2 separate regions of the Triticum aestivum genome follow, and region 1 is linked to region 2. A link is a contact called in public Hi-C data. All regions are on one chromosome and are shown on one strand. Each heading gives the region's core, a stretch centred on a gene start, on an enhancer-like site or on the middle of the called end of the contact. The rest is flanking DNA. Distances are from core to core; before and after follow the strand shown.

The links. Hi-C and Micro-C count contacts between places; a contact is called where the count stands out from the background.
Region 1: a contact with region 2 is called in a Hi-C map of leaf, with 2.3 times the contacts expected there. The contact joins the enhancer-like site here to the promoter of LOC123060797 in region 2. A contact is called at or near these places in 2 of 5 Hi-C or Micro-C datasets (leaf and root).

Annotation. Positions count from the first base shown.
Region 1 is chr3A:158,225,120-158,229,844 of IWGSC CS RefSeq v2.1, reverse strand. LOC123060798 (bark storage protein A) reads left to right here. Exons shown (of 5, transcript XM_044483640.1): 2 at 524-597; 3 at 1,224-1,291; 4 at 1,398-1,553; 5 at 1,650-2,555. The coding sequence ends at 2,282. Among protein-coding and RNA genes, the nearest start is that of LOC123060798, 7.3 kb to the left of the region's middle. Within about 2 kb of position 2,509, at least 1 of the 8 cell types and tissues checked has an H3K27ac peak or open chromatin away from gene starts, as enhancers often do. A contact at or near this core is called in leaf, where this site is marked.
Region 2 is chr3A:158,061,465-158,065,812 of IWGSC CS RefSeq v2.1, reverse strand. LOC123060797 (putative E3 ubiquitin-protein ligase LIN) reads left to right here and starts at 1,434. Exons shown (of 12, transcript XM_044483639.1): 1 at 1,434-2,283; 2 at 2,383-2,637. The coding sequence starts at 1,462.

The sequences.
Region 1 (4,725 bases), core at 1,260-3,759, 160 kb before region 2:
CCTGCGGCACCACGCCCAGCCGCAGTATGCATGCATGGTTGTACACGGGAGGTCGGGCCTTCAGCGCCACACCCAGCCAGGGCCAGCTTGCCCAGCTCATCACGAGCAGGTAGCTGGGCGACCGCCTGCAGCGCAGCTAGTTTCTGGTGCTTCGAAGCCCCGTCCGGTCCCCATGCCGTGTCGCCTCTGTCCTGCACCGTAATGGAAGCAGCCAGCTGTGTCGCTACCGTCGGTATTGGCGACGACGATTGCAACGCCACCTGACCCGCTAGCTGTCGGTGCACCGATGATGAGTCTGGGCGTCCCGCCGAGAGGCCGGTGGCCTGCACCGACTTGGAGTTGAACGGAGTGACTACAGTTGAAGGGCCACCTCCTGGCACACCACCAAGGCCAATGCTCGCGAGTTCCCGTCGTTGCACCTGAGGCATTTGAATGTCTTCCGCTTGGGCAGTACTAGAAGATGAATTGATGGTTTGGTTGCCAGTGTGTTCCGAGGTGTCCATCTCATTATCCTTCTCCTAACATACGAGATGGTCCCCGTGCTCGAGTCGCCCAGCTTCGTGGCCAGCAAGAGCATCCCTAACATGGACATCCAAGGTAAAGATGCTCCTACTCAAATGGTACATTCAGTCTAATCAGATCAAGCGTGTATACGGGCGCCATGTGCGGAAATAACTTGACATGAAAGGGCACTATTAACATTACGTGATGGATGATCTTTCCGTAAGCTTGAAATGTCAACACTTTGGTTGGGTCAAAGAAATAAACGTAATATGAAACAAGCCTGTTCGTAATATCATAACATCAGAACGAATATGGTTGAATTGATTAACAAGCCTGCTCATATATGAGAACCGTCTGAATTATGTACTGTAGTGAATTTGAATGGTAGACGAAAGAAGTGACCGGACGTGCTGAAACACTTACGCATGACCTGAAAGCACATGATGATGGAACGCGGGTGAGACCGGGCGTTTCATGGAGGACTTGCATGAAAGCACATGAGATGCATGTGCCTATTGACGGAGCTAACCAGGCACACATGAGCAAGCAGAGTGAACGTTTGTACGATCGAAGTGAAAAATAATACTTCCATCTAAACGCTCTTACATTTCTTTACAGAGGAAATAGAAGTTAAAATCGGTCGTAACTACACCATATGTCGTTGATAATTAAAAAAAGATAATTAAATACTAACATTATCGCATGATTTTTGCTTGAAGGGCGAAGGTTTCGCTTCGGAACCATCGAAGGCCAAAGCGTCGTCATCGTCATGACTGGACTGAGCATGGTAAGACCGTACATACTACAGCATTATATTTTGTGTAGCAGTGTATCTTACAAATACTCAGAACTTAACGAACTGTTGCACCATGGAATGGAATCAATGACTGCAGCTCAACGCTGGTCTGACCACCCAGATGCTGCTGAGCCTGTTCCGGGTGAAGGGCATCGTCCACTGGGGCATCGCTGGCAACGCCAACGAGGACCTCCAGATCGGCGACGTCACCATCCCCGAATACTGGGCCCACGTTTCCCTCTGGAACTGGCAGGTAGTACAAATTTGGTATTAGAAAACGTGAACATGTCATGGTCGTCCAGGATTTTGATTTGTGGTGCTACCAAAATTTTGTCGATTGGGCGGCCAGCGGTTCGGCGACGGCAAGGATAACGAGCTACCGCTGGAGGCCGCCGGCGACTACACCCGGGAGTACGGCTTCCTCAACTTCTCCGACTACACCGTGGGGCAGAGCAACCCGGCGCTATCCGCCAACCAGCTCAACAGCATCTGGTACCAGCCGGAGGAGATCTTCCCCAAGTCCGGCGAGCCCGAGGAGCGGCAGCACGCGTTCTGGGTGCCCGCCAGCAAGCGGTACTACGCGCTGGCGGCGAAACTGGAGGGCATGGAGCTGCCGGCGTGCGTGAACGCGACGACGTGCCTGCCCCGCGCGCCGCGGGTCACCCGGGTCAGCAAGGGCTGCAGCGCCAACGTGTTCCTGGACAACGCCGAGTACCGCCAGTTCCTCCGCAAGCAGTTCGAGTGCACCCCCGTGGAGATGGAGAGCGCCGCCGTGGCCCTCGTGGCGCACACGCAGGGGGTGCCGTTCCTCACCATCCGCTCGCTCTCCTACCTGGCCGGGGGAGGCTCCGCGCTCGGGAACGAGGCCAGCACCTTCATCGACATCGCCGCCAAGAACGCCGTCGAAGTCATGCTCAAGTTCGTGCCGCTGCTCGGGAAGGGCGGCGACGAGATGGAGGACGGCGCGGCCGCGGACATGTGAGCCAGCAGCCGCTTGTCCATGCATGAATAATCGGATGCCCGTGCGTGGTGTATCGTCTCGCTTTCCCTTTTTCCTTTTTTTCTTGCGCCGCGCTATCGATAAGGCCTGCGAGCCCTAGCTCAACAGTTGGTGAGCCCACGACCACGACGAGTTGCAGAGATGAATAAATAAATCAAATAGTCGGCCTAATGCCGTTTGTCCGGATTCCCAATAGTGTGCAATTTAACCAAACGCACTCAATTGAATCACGCCACCGATGTACGTATGTGCTTACATCTACGTGATGCAGTACAATGTTAGTACTCTCACCGTTTCTTTTCACTTGGCACATTGGTTTTGTCTTGAGTTAAAAAAATAAGTCCATATTCATAAAAAATCAACATTCATAATATCAAATCAATATTATTAGATACATCATAAAATATATTCTTATACTGTATTTCTTTCGTATCGTAAATTTTGTTTTTTTAATGTAATTTTGATCAAAAATTACAAAATTTGACTTATGCAAAACGAGAAAGCTAAGTACCTGCCGACTGGTGGTTAGCAACAGACACGCACGCTTCCGTCATCCTCGATTGTTGGCTCATTTTTTTCAGAAAAGTAGCAGCAATAGGAATCGAACCCCGCACATACAGACTCGCTATAGATTTTTGACTATACCCAATGACCATCTCAGTCAACTACATGTTTATGTTTGGAGGTGGGCTAATTTTGTAGATACTTGATTACCGCAAGTAGGCCACTGCTATAGTGCAGCCGTCCATCTATAGTGTAGATCTGGCGAACATAATTTATCATTTTTTCTCTCTCCAGATCCTTTTGTTCGCCAGATCTGATTTCTTGCTTTCCTCCCAATCCATTTTTTCCCTCTCTAGATTTTTTTTTCGTTCGAGATTTTTTTTTCACGCAAAAATTGGTGTGAACAAGAGAGGATTCGATCCTTGCACCACTAGTGAGCCAACTCAACTAGCCTACCATCTGACCTACGATCTCTTTCTTGAACAAAAGAAAGTAAATGGGCTATTTAACATGTCTCATCTACTACGTATGCATAAAAACGAGTTAATTTAGTGTTCGATTTTTTCCGCGCTTAGGTACCCCGTTCCTGCTAACTTTACCAACCGGGGAGGGAGGGGTGATGAAATATCCTCCGTTAACTTTCGTGTAAATAACATGGTAACTCAAAATTCATATACCCGATAACTTATGTACCCCGGTCCTAAAAACTTTGTCGGCGAGGGTGGGGGTGGGGGAGTTGTTGAAACATACCACGGTAACTTCTGTGCAAATAACATGATAACTCAAACATGGCGGACCTGATAACTTATGTACCCCGGTCTCTTGATAACTTGGTCGGCGAGGGTGGGGGTGGGGCAAGTCGCTGAAACATGCCATGGTCACTTCTGTGCAAATAACATGATAACTCAAACATGGCGGACCTGATAGCTTATGTACCCTGGTCCTGATAACTTGGTCGGCGAGGATGGGGTGGGGCAAGTCGCTGAAACATGCCACGGTAACTTCTGTGCAAATAATATGATAACTCATACATGGTAGACCTGAAAACTTTGTCGGAGGGGTCGGGGTGGGGGTGTCGTTGAAACGTACGACGGTAACTTCTATGCAAATAACATGATAACTCACACATCATAAACATGATAAATTATGTACCAGTCCTGGTAACTTTGTCGGATGGGCCGCAGTGAGGGAGTCGTTGAAACAAATATACCACGATAACTTCTATGCAAATAGTATGATAACTCACACATCATAAACATTAAATTATGTACCCGGTCATGGTAACTTTGTCGGTGAGGTTGGGGTTGGGAGGGAGTCAATGAAACATACCACAGTAACTTCTATGCAAATAACATGATAAATCACACATCGTAGAAATGATAAATTATGTACCCAATCCTGATTACTTTATCGGCGGGGATAGGGTGGAAGGAGTTGTTGAATCATACCACGATAAGTCTTATGTCAATAACATGATAACTCACACATCGTAAACTTGATAATTTATGTACCCAACCCTGATAAATGTGGCGACTGTGGCGAGGGGGGCGGGGGGCAACCCCGGTAATATATATGTAAATAGCTTGTTAATAGACACATACTAAGCTGATAACTCACATACAAACGCCATTATAATTTTTTGACCCGAATTTTTTTAGTTGAAAAATATACACCCGGTAATTTCTATGTAAAAAGCATGATAATGTATACATCACAGATTTGATAACTAATGTCTTACATTTTAAACACCATGGTACCTTTCATCCAAGGGAAAAAAGTTTTTAAACATTTTCATCGGTAATTTATGTGTTAAATTACCATACTTCCTTATGGCTTAACCTTCTCGTACTGTAGTTATCAGCCTTATCGTGGTATAGTTATCATGTTGCTCATACCATAGTTATCACGCTGGTCATGCCAA
Region 2 (4,348 bases), core at 185-2,684:
ATCAAATGGTCTTTTCACGCTCCAATAAATATCCTAATTCGAAGTACTAACAAAAATCTTGCAGATGAAGGTATATTAGAGCAACTTCAATGGGGCGACTCATTTCGTCCGCCCGCCTCTGTTTGGGTCGGCGCGGACAAAAGTGGCGGCCCAACACGCCGACCCAAACTCAAATCATGTCCGTCTGGCGTCCGCGTCGACCCATTTCTGGTTCAAAATTGCGTCTGGAATGCGTCGGCGTGGACGCGAAGCGTACGCGCCGCGCGTCTCCTCGCCGTCCGCCGTGTCCCCACCTGGCGGCCACCCAACCGCCACCGGTTGTCTTATTTATGACGATCACCGACAGCGGGCCCACGCGTCAGTTAATGGAAGCGTCCTTTTTTAACCACGCGTGCGGCGGGGTCGGCCTCATCCACTTCTCCCTTCCACATCTGCCCTCCCCCCACCACCACTCCCTTTACTTCCTCGCCGGCGACCGCAAACCCTAGCCATGGGCCTCTTCGGCAGCTGCAATGGCAAGGGCAAGGGCAAGGGCACCCCCCGCGCCTCGTCCTCCCGTGCTCCCCTTCCCCCTCCTCCTCCTCCGGCGGCGACGCGTTTCCGCCCTGGTCGCCGGCGCCTACACATCCTGGTGCATCAAACGCGGTGGCATTAGAAATACAGGCAGCCATTGCCGTACCCTGATGTCACGCTGCCGCACCATTGTTTATTTATGTTTATTTCGTGTAACTTATTATTATTTTTCCATGGCGGCACATTTGGGTCGGCCTCCCCGTTGGGTGGTCAAACCGACCCATTTTAAAATGCGGATGCGTACGTCCGCCTGGTCGACCCAAACAAATAAAAGGCGGACAAAATGCGCGTCCGTTTAGGTAGCCCCGTTGAAGTTGCTCTTATGGTTGGTGACTTCGTTGTCTCATTGTTTTCTCCATTTGCTCCAATTGGCGAGTCCTTCTCTTCGAAGGTTTTTGGTGAATGGTGACAATGACTGAAAGCCACCCCCATCAAACATTTGTCACAACGATTGTAACAAAAATCCCACGTATTTAAGTAAGAAGATGATCCGATGGACTGTCAAAAAGAAGAGATGATGATTTGACTTTCTCGCTACTGCCAAAGGTTTAGCAACTCCAAAACGGTCCTTTTCGCCGGACGAACGGCCCGTCTCTCTGACTCTCCACGCGTCGCGCCGTCGCGCGCTACCTGCCGACCGCTGCCGGCCGGGAACCCAGCCCGACCCAGTCCTCCTCCCGCCATAATTTAAATCCCACAGGACGCCAAATCCCCATCCTACCCCTCCTCCTCTCTGTCCCACCAACCAAGAACGCCTGCCCTTTTCGGCCATTTCGTCCTCTCCGTCGTCTGCATCTGAGTCCAAGGTTATCGAAACAAAACCATCCCCACCACCGAGTGTCCTGCTCAGCGCGGGCTGCACGGCACGCGACGCGAGAGAAGGCAAGCATGGCAGGGCCTACGCCGACGTACTCCGCCGTCGTGGCGCACGCCTCGGCGTTCCTCGCGGAGCTCATCGCCGACCCGCTCCTCCGGCGCCACCTCCTCTCCGCCGCAGCCGCCGCGGACGGCAGCGGGGGGCAGCACACGGCCGCGACGCTCCAGGCGCTGTCGCTCATATCGGACGCGCTAGACACGGTACCGTCCGCCTCGCCGTCGCCGTCGTCGCTCCGCGCCGCCGAGCGGCTGCTGCTGTCCCTCCCCGCGGCCACCCCGCTCTCCTGCCTCCTCTCCGCTATCGCGTCGGCAGCGCGACGACGCGGCGGGGCGCCTTCCGCTGCGTCCGCCGTGCTCGACCTCTTCGTCCTCGACCCCGCGCTCGCGCGCCACGAGCTCGCGCCCGCGGCATTCGAGGCGCTCTTCGCGCCGCGCCTCCTCGCCGTCATGCGGCACTTCGCCACGCGCCGCGCGTCGGCCGTCGCCGCCGTGGCTTCCGCGGCGCAGGGCGACGAGGAAAGATCCGACGAGACAGTGGCGCTGTCGGCGATGAGGGTGCTGTCGCTGATGAGCGGCGCCCAGGCGCACGAGATGAGGGGCCTGGAGCGCGAGTACGAGATGGTGCTGGACGTGAACTGCAAGGCCTACGCGCTCTACCTAAAGAAGATCCTCGAAGCCGGCGAGGCGCCACGGATGACGCCGCCGCCTCCTCCCCCAGAGCTTGTATTCACCACCGGACAGCACGCCGACGAGTACGAGAACACCGGCTACGAGGAAGCCTCGACGGACGCCGACGATGGGGCCGTCAGTTCGCAGAATGGCGTACGGAATAATGTAAGTCTCCATAGACACTTCGTTCTTTCCATCCATTTCAGCGTGCTCAACGGAGTAGTCCAGACTCCAGAGTCACAGCAGGTTCCGGTGATTTTGTAGCCGATGTGGGCGGAGGCGGAGGGCGACATGTACCCGCGGCAGGGCAGCATCAAGGGCCGGAGGGAAATGATGAGGCCGCCGAGCCTGTACCCGCAGCGCGTGGCTCCGCACCTCATAGTGCAGCAGCAGAAGAAGCAGCCGCCGCAGGTCGGCAGAGGAAGCCCGGCGTCCAGACTCCGGGCCGGGTACTCTCCTGCCACGGCTTCCGACGAAAGCACGGAGGATTCTTCATCCGAGATCTACACCGGAAAACAGGTGTGTGTCTGTGTGCTAATTTTTTTCAGAAATTTTTGAACATTTTAAAAGCATAATGTGAGTTCGATGCACTGGTAGCATCATAAGCTTTGATGCATCAGATATTTTCCCTATATACGTATAGCTATATCTGAATCTTTTTTTCGAGTGATCTGAACCATTTTTTTTAGATGTACATGTATCTGAACCTCGACACGGACCGAAACTTAAAGAAGTTCTCTTAAGCCGAAACTAGAGAGGTGTTTTATTATCATCCGAAACAGGGATGCAAGCAAACCATTCACGGATGGTCCACGACGGTCCGCTTGCATCCTTGTTCGTGATTGGATCCCTAGTCCGAAATCAGAGAAGTTCATTGGTGCTCAGCTCTAGTCATTTCTTATGAATCGCAGTCCCCAAAAAGATTAGCAGTGCACATCCCGGTTCATGATTAGTTAGGATGTGCGGTAGTTTATAATAATTAAACATGGATGCCGGCCTACAAGTAAAAATAAGAACTTTGAATTAGGCAACTTAGACCCGTTTGTAAGTTTATGATAACCCCATTTAAATAACTAGACTAGACTTGGTCTTATTTATTCTAATAAGCTGACATTTTTTGTTTACATTCTTACTTACCTTCTTCACAAGTCACAACACATTAGAAAACAAGATCATCACAATTTAACAACCTGAAACTAAACCATAAGGATGATTGGATAAATGGGGACTGAGATCCGGTGACTTATTGTTGACGAGTCACCGGTGAACAGTATGGTGCCTTGTCCCCTTCTCTACACCGTCTGGTCAAGAATTTATGGACAGATCTGTGTGAACAGTACCCTAGGTACAGTAACCCGTCTAGAGGAATTCGTCCACAGTGGATGAGCTTCAGTGCTTCATGTACAGTGTCTCCTACGGTATTTTGCTACAGCGTTTGATCCGGGCTTTCCATCCTTCATCCAACGGCTGGTTTCCCGCCAGTTACGGCGTGACTGGCTAGGGGTCAGTCACTAGATCTCGGTCTGATAAATGGTCTGGATTCTACAAGAAAAATTGACCGAGTTTCATTCTACAAATTTATAAAACTAGTGTACGCAACGAATGATAGTTGTCTTGTACTTGCAATTCTCTTTTCTGTAAAGGTATGTTTCGCAATTTGCGTACTCTCAAAAGAACTACTGTTTTCGTAATTAGCACATAGGTACTCCTATCAATGTGCTGAAATCAATTAATTCCTACTCTGCTAGTTCGTAAATAGAAGATGTGTTTTAGATATTGGTATTTAGGGATTTTTCACTAAAAAAATATGAAATTTAAATATTTATCAATCAAAATGTTTATTTATGTAGAATAAGACAAAGTTAGAAAAGTTTGAAGCCACACTTTCTAGGAATTCATCGAATGGAGGTATTGCAAAACAAGGAGATATGTTGGATGTGTTCCTGATGAGTTGTCATAACCCCATTCGCAAAAAATAATAATTGATAGCCCGGTTTTGGTTTAATCGGTTTTACACGTTTTAGAAACGAGTTAACTTTTTTATGGTATAATCTGCTGAAAAGAAACTTGCCATAAGTGTTGTGATTTAGTTTTCTAAATTTCAGTAGTAAGTTAGATTGTATTTCGATTCGCTGAATATTGTCGTAATGACATTTTGGCAAAATTATGTACATACTGGCCTATAAATAAGTGTAGAATAACACAATTCGACAAACACAAATAAGTATAT